2 separate regions of the Mus musculus genome follow, and region 2 is linked to region 1. A link is a contact called in public Hi-C data. All regions are on one chromosome and are shown on one strand. The core of a region is the stretch at or near the end of the contact, and the rest is flanking DNA. Distances in the headings are between cores, read along the strand shown.

Region 1 (4,745 bases), core at 1,526-4,025:
TGCCTGCCTGGATGGTGCCATGTTCCTGCCTTGATGATAGTGGACTAACCTCTGAACCTGTAAGCCAGCCCCAGTGAACTGTTGTCCTTGTAAGAGTTGCCTTGGTCATGGTGTCTGTTCATAGCAGTAAGATCCTAGCTAAGGCATTCTGTTAATTTTGTGATTACTATTATAGATTTTAAGAGTAAGGGTTAAGTAGAAACTAATCCATATCTCCATCCTTCCTCTGACCAGGGCAGACACTATTATTTCATTCATTACAGCCTCCTGTATCCCACCCTGAGTTCTGCTTTTACCCCATGCCTCATTACTCATTGTGACTAACACTGTTCTTCGGTCTCTGGGTGTTTCCTACAGTTCAAAAGACTTTTGCTCTTGACAATTTCTGGGAATGGATCATTTACCCTTGGGTTTATTTAAAAAAAAAAAAAAGTAAAACATATGCCTTTTCAGACGGTCTGTCAGCTGTCTGATGTTGTAAGATCTCCCAAGCATTGGGAAAGTCTTTATGTTGACCTACTATTTGAAGGGCAGCTATGTTTGTGCAGGCATCAGTGATGTTGGTGGTACTGGACATTGTCTTTCGACCTTGTCCAGACTCACTTCTAGCTTTTCTGTCTACTCTCTAGACAAGAACAACATCTTCCTACATTCAATCATGTTGACCAATGGGAGGAAAACTGATGTAACTGAGGGAACAGGCTGCAGTGAGGAGATTGGGTGGAGTATAGACTCTCTTCATCCTCTCTGATGGACAGTCTGGTTGTCAGTTGGCTGCTGAGTAGCCAATGGTGGTCTTTCTCACCATTGTTCTGCAGAGTCTAGTAATTTTGTTTGTTTGTTTGTTTGTTTGTTTGTTTCTTCAGGGTTAGAAGTTACATTGTGATGGTGCCTGACCCTTGTGTGGATTTACCTTAGTTATGCCCTCGTTATTTGGGATAGTTAGAATCCCTCTTTGCTCTTAGCATTATAAAGGCCTTTTGCTGTTATCATCTGGCTTTGATTATTTTTGGTAAGAAGCAGACCAAACATTTAACAACTGTTTCTTTTTTGGATAGCCAGTCTTTTCTCTCTGGTTGCTATTAAGATTGTGTGTGTGTGTGTGTGTGTGTGTGTGTGTGTGTGTGTGTGTGTGTGTATCTCATTGGTCTTTGGAATGTAATTGTCATGTATGGAAGTAGAAAGCTGGATTCATGTGTGTCCCGTGATGTGGTTATTAAATCAGAGAATTTATATCTTTTATTTGATGACCATCTCTTCTTGGTCTCAATCTTAAATTTAAAAATTCATGTCTTTTGTCAACCTGAAAATCTTCTAAATCTGTAGGCCTTTAGATATCACCTCCCTTTCATGCTGAAAATTTTGTCAGGTGCAGGTAGGCCTTCTCCTTGTCCCCCTCCAGGTTGTCTTAGCAGATAGGGAGATCAGTGGGTAAGAACGCTTGCCATGTAAGCGTGGGTTTGGGACTCAGCACTCATATAGAATGCTAGACTTGTGCTCAAGCTCGGAATCTCAGTGCTTTGGGTGGGCAGAGACAGAAGGATCACAGGAATTGCTGGCTGCATGCCTAGCTTCAAGTTCAGTGAGAGTCCTAGTCTCAAAGGAATCACTTGAAGAGTGACAAAGCAGGACATCCAATACCTGACTCTTATTTCTGCACATGAGCATATAGGGGTGCACTTACACATGTACATATTCTCTGTCTGTCTGTCTGCCTGTCTGTCTCATACACACATACATACAGAGAGAGATGTAGGAGAGAAAGACAGAGGAGAGAAAGAAGGGAGAGGAAGAAAAAAGAGAAGGAGTAGGAACAGAAGAAGGAGGAGGAGGAGGAGAAGAAGAAGAAGAAGAGGATGAGGTAGTTAGGAATCAATAAAGAATGATGGCCAATGAAAACAAATAAGTTATGATCCTAAAAATAGTTTACAGTGAATGTTGCTAACATATATTAGTAAGAAAAGGAAGTTGGAAATGATCATTATCATAAGAAAAGGTAAACCAACACTATAATTTGAAAAGAAAGGGAAATTAAAAGTCACATGCTGCAAAGCATCTCAAAAGGCTATCGCAGACAAACACCCCAGAGCAGACCTCAAGGAAAGGGAGAATTGGCTGTCTCTGTGCTGAGTCTCAAAGCTAAGTCTCACCATGACCTCTTTGCTCATTGTTGGGAGGAATGGCCAGTTTCCTTCACGTATCTCAGATTCTACTGCGGGGTAGAAGGGGCTCTTGTTTTTGCCATCTTAAAGACTAGCCAAAGTCAACAGTGATGGCGAGAGGGAGCAGATGGAGTTTCTCTAGCCTTGTCCTGGACAGGATCGGTTGTCATGCATTGGTCAGGCAGGATGAAGAACCCACATCCACAAAACAGACTCCCTAGCATTATAAATGCTAACTCAGTAAGTTGGTCATTGAAGCCTTACCAACTGATGCAAGGTCCTAGCTATTGGTGGAGAGTCTTTTGGGTGGTTTAGTTTAGAAAAAACAACTGCCTAAATCTTCCTCCATGGTGCCTGGTACATATTGAGGAGTGTGTAACCCTCAGAGTAACATCAGCTCTCCTGTCTCTTCCATATTGAGCTTTTCAGTGAACAGTGCAATCTAGATCACTGGTAGAGACTCTGCAAGTCCATCACCCAGCAAAGACAGTTTCCTCTGTGTTGTAATTCTGTACTTGGCGAGAAGACGGGAAGTTTGGCACGGACGGTACTGGCTACTAAAAGCAAACACGGTCAAGTCCCACAATGATTTGCCTCTTTTGCAGCTTGGCGTGTCATGTTAGGAGCTGGAATAGAGACTCGTTTGTAATAAGCTGTGGTTGGGAGGAGGAGGGCACTGGTGCCTCTGGAGGAGCCCCGTGTTTCTTCCCCTCCCCCCTCATGTGCAGCCATGAGCCTCAGTTGTGTTTCTCACACTTCCAACTCCGCCTGTTGCTGAGCTCGCCTCAGAAATAGATCTGTACTGACATTCCTACTTGCAAGCTGCTGGTGCTGCAGCCGCCGGTTTGGACATTGTTTGAGCCAACCCAGAAACTAGGAAGCTGAGGTAGAATTAAAAGGGGGTAGCTGTACGAACCAACCTACTTCCTGGTTTTGGAAAAGCTGCATCATTCGTTATTTCCCTGTCTGACACTGCTATAAATCTTTAACATCAATGCTCTGCCTGTCACCCAGTGTGATTACCTGCATGCATACTGGCTTCCTAAAAACGGAAACCTTTATATGACACAGGCATATATCTTTTGGTTAAATGAAAGACTGGGACAGGTCTCCTGTGGATGGCTGGGCTCTGGAAGACAGATTGATGGAATTGGGTCACAGCCAGCCATCAGGGTGGGAGGTCAGCATCAAGGATGCCTAACTGGAAGTACTAGGAAGTTTTGGCAGGCCAGTGGGGCTGGGGATAGAGAATGGAAAACTGAAGGAGTAGTCCAAAATGTTGGGGAGACCTGGCAGGGGGGCTTCTCTGTGGGCCTGAAGATCATAGTAGACCTTAAGTGAGAGAAGGAAAATAGGTTGAGACATTGGGGAGAGAGAAACACTAGGTCTCTGTGAGCAGCTGTCAAGAGGCAGGCACTTGGCTAGAAGTGTTCTCTGCACCAGCTCCAGGCTTGTCACTCTGGATGTCTGTTTGCTTATGACTCTTGTGTTTCTCATCCAACTTGAGTTCCTTGATGGACGGGCCTGTGTGGAGCACTATCAAGCAGGAATTCGGTGGGGAGAAACAAGCATACAGGTCGTGTTGGGTGCCTACACACTGGTTGAGGGGTTGATGTTTTGATTCCTGTGGGCACAACCAAGACTCTAAGGAACATACATACCAATTACAGGCCGCCAGAGCAGTACTCGGTTTGACGTTCTGTTCTTTCTTTTAAGGCTTGTTGTTTATGATAACCAGTTAGAATTAAGGAATAGTGGGCCAAGAGCTGTCCACACTCTGGAAATGGAAGTCAACCTGGGGAGGTTATCAAGGAGAGAGGCTTTGGTGATGCCTCAGTCGCTGTTGAAAATGGAGCTAGCATCAGGTCTGACTTGCATGGACTCTCTTAGCTATTGATACTGCTGTAACTACACTTCTGAACTCCAACATATGCTGACTATCTCTGTGTACTCACTAGCGTTACGTCAACTCAACACAAGGTAGGGTTATCAGAGAGGAGGGAACCTAAATTCAGAAAACACCTCCAGAAGACAAGGCTTTAGGCAAGCCTGTAGGGCAATTTCTTAATTGATTGGTGTGGGAAGGCCCAGCTCATTGTGGGTGGTGCCATCCCTGGGCTGGTGGTCCTAGGTTCTATAAGAAAGCTTGCTGAGCAATCCGGTAAGTAATACCTTTGCTTGGTGTACTGGCTAGTTTTGTGTCAACTTGACACAGCTGGGGTTATCACAGAGAAAGGAGCTTCAGTTGAGGAAATGCCTCCATGAGATGCAACTGTAAGGCATTTTCTCAATTAGTGATCAAGGGGGAAAGGCCCCTTGTGGGTGGGACCTGCCCTGGGCTGGTAGTCTTGGGTTCTATAAGAAAGCAAGCTGAGCAAGCCAGGGGAAGCAAGCCAGTAAAGAACATCCCTCCATGGCCTCTGCATTGGCTCCTGCTTTCTGACATGCTTGAGTTCCAGTCCTGACTTTCTTGGTGATAACAGCAGTATGGAAGTGTAAGCCGAATAAACCCTTTCGTCCCCAACTTGCTTCTTGGTCATGATGTTTGTGCAGGAATAGAAACCCTGACTAAGACACTTGCCT
Region 2 (4,745 bases), core at 1,255-3,754, 180 kb after region 1:
AAACTGAGTTATATAGACACATACTCTTATATTCCCTGGATCTACACTTGGTTTCTCTTGGTTGGGCTGCAATTTTTACATTCTTCTTGTCTGGAAGGCAGCCTCTTCTACTTTTTGTTGTCTCATTTCAGACCCAGTGACAGCACTCCCCGTGCCCCCCCCGCCCCCAAGTCATGCAGCAGGATGATGTCACTTTTATTTGTGATCATCTATAAAATGAATAATGTATATTAAACTTGGAGCAGTCAGTCCTAAATGACATGTCTTCATAAGTCCTTTCCTCCTTGGGTGCAGGAAGATGTGCAGAAGAGGAGGCAGAGGCTAAGAGCCAGAGAAGATGGATGATACCAAGGAAACAGTGTCTTCCAGGCACAGCAAGACTGGACACATGTGCACTTACAGAGACCATGAGAGCGTGAACAGGGCTGCACAAGTCCAAGCCAGATAGTATCCCAAAGCTGAGCGTGGGAAAGAGACACAGGCGTCCACCATAACCAAGGAGTTATCTGGAAGCGATACATGCTGGCAAAGGGAAATTTAGTTTTTTCCAATAAGGTCTCACTGGGTAATATTAACCACACATAAGGGTAAACCACATGCCCAACATTAGATGGACAACAGAAGACAAATTCAATGCTATTTTTGTAGACTTTTTGCCTCATATTGCTTTGTTTGGGCATTTTTGTTTGTCTTACTAGTCTTTTGCTTTTATGCATTTTGGTTTCTGTCTTTGTGTCATGTGTGTGTTTCTTGATTTTTTGCTATTTGTTATTGGTTTTGTTTGTTTTTTTAAGAGTGTGGGTGGAGGACATGGTGTTGGGTGGATAAGGAGGTTGGGGGGGATTTGGAAGAAGTTGGGGGAGGGGAAAGCATGATGAGAATATACGGAATGAAAAAAGTTTTGTTTGTTTGTTTGTTTCTGTACTGAAGTCTGAACTCATTGCATGAGTTCAGCAATGACTGAGGTCAAGCCTGACTGATGTGAACTCTTCCACCAGTCTGGCTGATGTACAGGGGGAATGGGGAGCTGGACTCCCCTGAACTCTCTTGGCCTCTGCTGTCAAATACTGCTATGGACCGAGGGTTGGCTCTGTGATAGAGTGCTTGCCTAGCAAGTCTATGGCTCTAGGTTCAATTCCTACCACCCTTAAGTAAATAAGCAAAAGGTTCTCTAAGAATCATATATATTGCTGCCTACTTAGTATAACATGTGTGTGATTAAATGAGATGAATGATAACTCAATCTTTACAAGTCTTTACAAAAGAGAAAGGTCTGTTAAGAATATTCTTGTGATGCAAATTTACACTGAAGATAAAATAAACAGGCCAGGTATTTGAGAAATACAAGAAAGCAGTTGATCTGCAAGTTTGTCTCCAAGTGAGAGTTGTTCTCCGAGTTGGTAAAAAGAATGACAACTTACAACCATCTACAAAACTAGTGAAAACATCAGAAAACCTATTTGAAATAACAGATTGATCCTTACTTTAGTTAACAATGATTCTTGTCCTAATATAATTTCCTTGATATATAGGTCTATTAATATATAAAGCCTATATGATTAGTAAAACTTTAAAGATGTTCGTTTCATTTTATCCTATTTATTTAAATATCCTGGGCTCTGTTTATTATTATATGTATGTATATACATATATATACACATATATATATACATATAATAATATATGCATGTATACATATATGTATATACATATATTATATATGCATATATATTATACACATATAATAATATATATTATTATATAGTATATTGTGTTTATAATATACACATTTATATAATATACACATTGTATATTATATATACATATATGTGCATATATCATTTACAAATAAACCCATGTACATCTATTGATATCATAAAAGAAAAAAAGTGGAGCCAAAGCTACGTACGGTGAAGTGCAAGCATGACTGAGCAAACCATCTTGCAGCTTTTGAAGTAGAAATTTACAAGGCACATTGGCTTCCTAGTTTGGACAAGCTACTGAAATACCTGATGGGATCTTATGGTGCATACCTGGCAGAGAGTGCCTGCATCAGAATTCTCAGAGATCTGAGGACAGACTTGGTTGCTCTGAGTCCCCATTGTTCAGTCAAAGCTGCCTAGAATCTCCTGCTGTTCTTGGGGTAGGCTGGGACAGTCTGGTCTGAGCCACAGCACATGGTTGTCTCTGGCCATATGCTTGGTAGACCATTATCTTCTAGCTGAGCCCCACATTACTTTGGTGGGAGTTCCCCACCCCCATCCTCAGACCAAGTCACAGACAGTCAGGAAGAAAACGTCACACAAATAGGAAGCATTATTTTAGGAAGCAAATCTCTGCTACTCTGAAGCTTTTGCAAAGCTCCGTCTATAGGTGACACGCCCGACACATCTGCTTTTGTGTGTGGGAGACAGTCTATATTTATCATTCAGGATGAGTCACCTTGCAGCAGAGCAGGGTCTACTTCAGTCTTTGTGTTTAGATGGCTCTTGGGTAGAATGTGCTGTAGTGGTTAAGCTTTAAGTTGTACATATCTGGCTTCCTGATAGTCTGCTACAGAGAGCAACTATAGCTATGGAGGTAAAAAAAAATCTCCCTCCTGCTTTCCCCTTTCTCTCAGGCTGACTTTAAAGATGTAACTGGAGAGGAGGTGCTTCAACGGATGCTGGGGAAACCAGGTGGCCTTTGAATGTGGCCAAGGAAGAAGAGAATAAACATAAATGTAAGAGAGGCCACAGAAATGTTCTGAACTGGCAGAGGAGCAGCTCTTGCCCGTCACTAAGCATCCAGTGTAGCTGAAAGCAGATTCTTAGTGCTGCTCTCAGACAGGACCCCAGGATGTCAGCTGTGGTGTGAGGCAGCGAGCAAAATGGTGGGAAGCAGAGGAAGGCACGAGTGCAGAGTCCTCGTGAACGTGAGGAGGTGACATGAGCCCACTAAGGCAAGGACCATACCCTCAAACCCATGGCAGAATGACAAAGTCCCCTCCCACATCAGGGGACTGAAGCTCGGAGGGTGACAAAGTCTTCTGTGTGCAAGTGTTGACAGTGTGTGCATACACTGCCCACCTTAGCTCTCTCCTTTGAATAGTTACAGTCTTAAGACTGCTCCCCTACAGCGACTGAGCATACTGAAAATAGTTGAACCTGTCCTTGATGCAGCTATATGCATAAATCCTGCCTCCTAGTATCTGTCTTAATATCCCCACCCCCTGTTCAACTTATATAATAAACCTGCAGAGCTACTGTGGTCCTGTGCCTTTTCCATCTGAGAGACTTGTGTACCAGATCCTTGATTGTCTGTGTGTCTGTGTGCCTATGTGTCTGTGTCTCTGTGTCTTTGTGTCTGTATGTCTATGTGTCTGTGTGTCTGTATGTCTGTGTGTCTGTGTGTCTGTGTGTCTGTATGTCTATGTGTCTGTGTGCCTGTATGTCTATGTGTCTGTGTGCCTATGTCTGTGTGACTGTGTGCCTGTATGTCTGTGTGTCTGTATGTCTGTGTGTCTGTATGTCTATGTGTCTGTATGTCTGTGTGTCTGTGTGTCTGTGTGTCTGTGTGACTGTGTGCCTGTATGTCTGTGTGTCTGTATGTCTGTGTGTCTGTATGTCTGTGTGTCTGTGTGTCTGTATGTCTATGTGTCTGTATGTCTGTATGTCTGTATGTCTGTATGTCTGTATGTCTGTATGTCTGTATGTCTGTATGTCTGTATGTCTGTGTGTCTGTGTGTCTGTGTGTCTGTGTGACTGTGTGCCTGTATGTCTGTGTGTCTGTATGTCTGTGTGTCTGTATCTATGTGTCTGTATGTCTGTGTGTCTGTGTGCCTGTGTGTCTGTGTGTCTGTGTGACTGTGTGACTGTGTGCCTGTATGTCTATGTGTCTGTGTGTCTGTATGTCTATGTGTCTGTATGTCTGTATGTCTGTGTGTCTGTGTGCCTGTATGTCTGTGTGTCTGTATGTCTATGTGTCTGTGTGTCTATGTGTCTGTGTGTCTATGTGTCTGTGTGCCTTTCTTTCTTTAGGCTTCTTCCTCTAAAGAGGGAACTGCTGGAAAATGTCCCCTCACCCTAACCACCACCCACAGTGAGCAGTCTATTGAGAGGCTGGAGCTGGCACCCAGTGGCACTTGGAAAAAGTCTGTCCCATACCCTGGAGCTGTCCCTCTGCAGCCAAGGACACAGTGTGATCCTTTCCTATTGTGGGTTGTCAAGCACAGACTGTTCCTGGCTCCCATTACATTTGAGTTTGTCCAATTTTTTTTTCAGGTCACTTGGGATGACATCTGGGACCCCCACCTCCTTCCTCTAATCAACATTGACAATTTTTCTTCTTTTCCCGGGCTTATCTTTTTTTCTCCCATTCTTGGCTAAGGATTCTCACTGAAGCTGAATCAGCTGGAAAAGGCACGGATGAAATTGTTCTAGGTTTGTGTGGGGAATGAGCCTTAGCAATACCTGTATTAGTCAGGGTTCTCTAGAGTCACAGAACTTATGGATAGTCTCTATATAGTAAGAGAATTTATTGATGACTTACGGTCGGCAGCCCAATTCCCAACAATGGTTCAGTCGCAGCTGTGAATGGAAGTCCAAGGATCTAGCAGTTACTCAGTCTCACGTAGCAAGCAGGCGAAGGAGCAAGAGCTAGACCCCCTTCTTTCAATGTCCTTATATTGTCTCCAGCAGAAGGTGTAGCCCAGATTAAAGGTGTGTTCCTTAAACTCAGAGATTTAATCTTCTGGAATCCATAGC

Evidence for each region. A called contact is a pair of places that touch in the nucleus more often than the background predicts.
Region 2: a contact with region 1 is called in a Hi-C map of cerebral cortex, with 2.3 times the contacts expected there. The contact joins two enhancer-like sites. A contact is called at or near these places in 2 of 484 Hi-C or Micro-C datasets (the C2C12 cell line and cerebral cortex) and 1 of 115 datasets of contacts at active chromatin or transcription factors (neural progenitor cells).

Annotation. Positions count from the first base shown.
Region 1 is chr15:93,829,821-93,834,565 of GRCm38.p6, forward strand. No RefSeq gene overlaps it. Among named protein-coding and RNA genes, the nearest start is that of 9430014N10Rik, 95 kb to the right of the region's middle. Within about 2 kb of position 2,776, at least 39 of the 459 cell types and tissues checked have an H3K27ac peak or open chromatin away from gene starts, as enhancers often do. A contact at or near this core is called in cerebral cortex, where this site is marked.
Region 2 is chr15:94,009,262-94,014,006 of GRCm38.p6, forward strand. No RefSeq gene overlaps it. Among named protein-coding and RNA genes, the nearest start is that of Gm30609, 49 kb to the left of the region's middle. Within about 2 kb of position 2,505, at least 36 of the 459 cell types and tissues checked have an H3K27ac peak or open chromatin away from gene starts, as enhancers often do. A contact at or near this core is called in cerebral cortex, where this site is marked.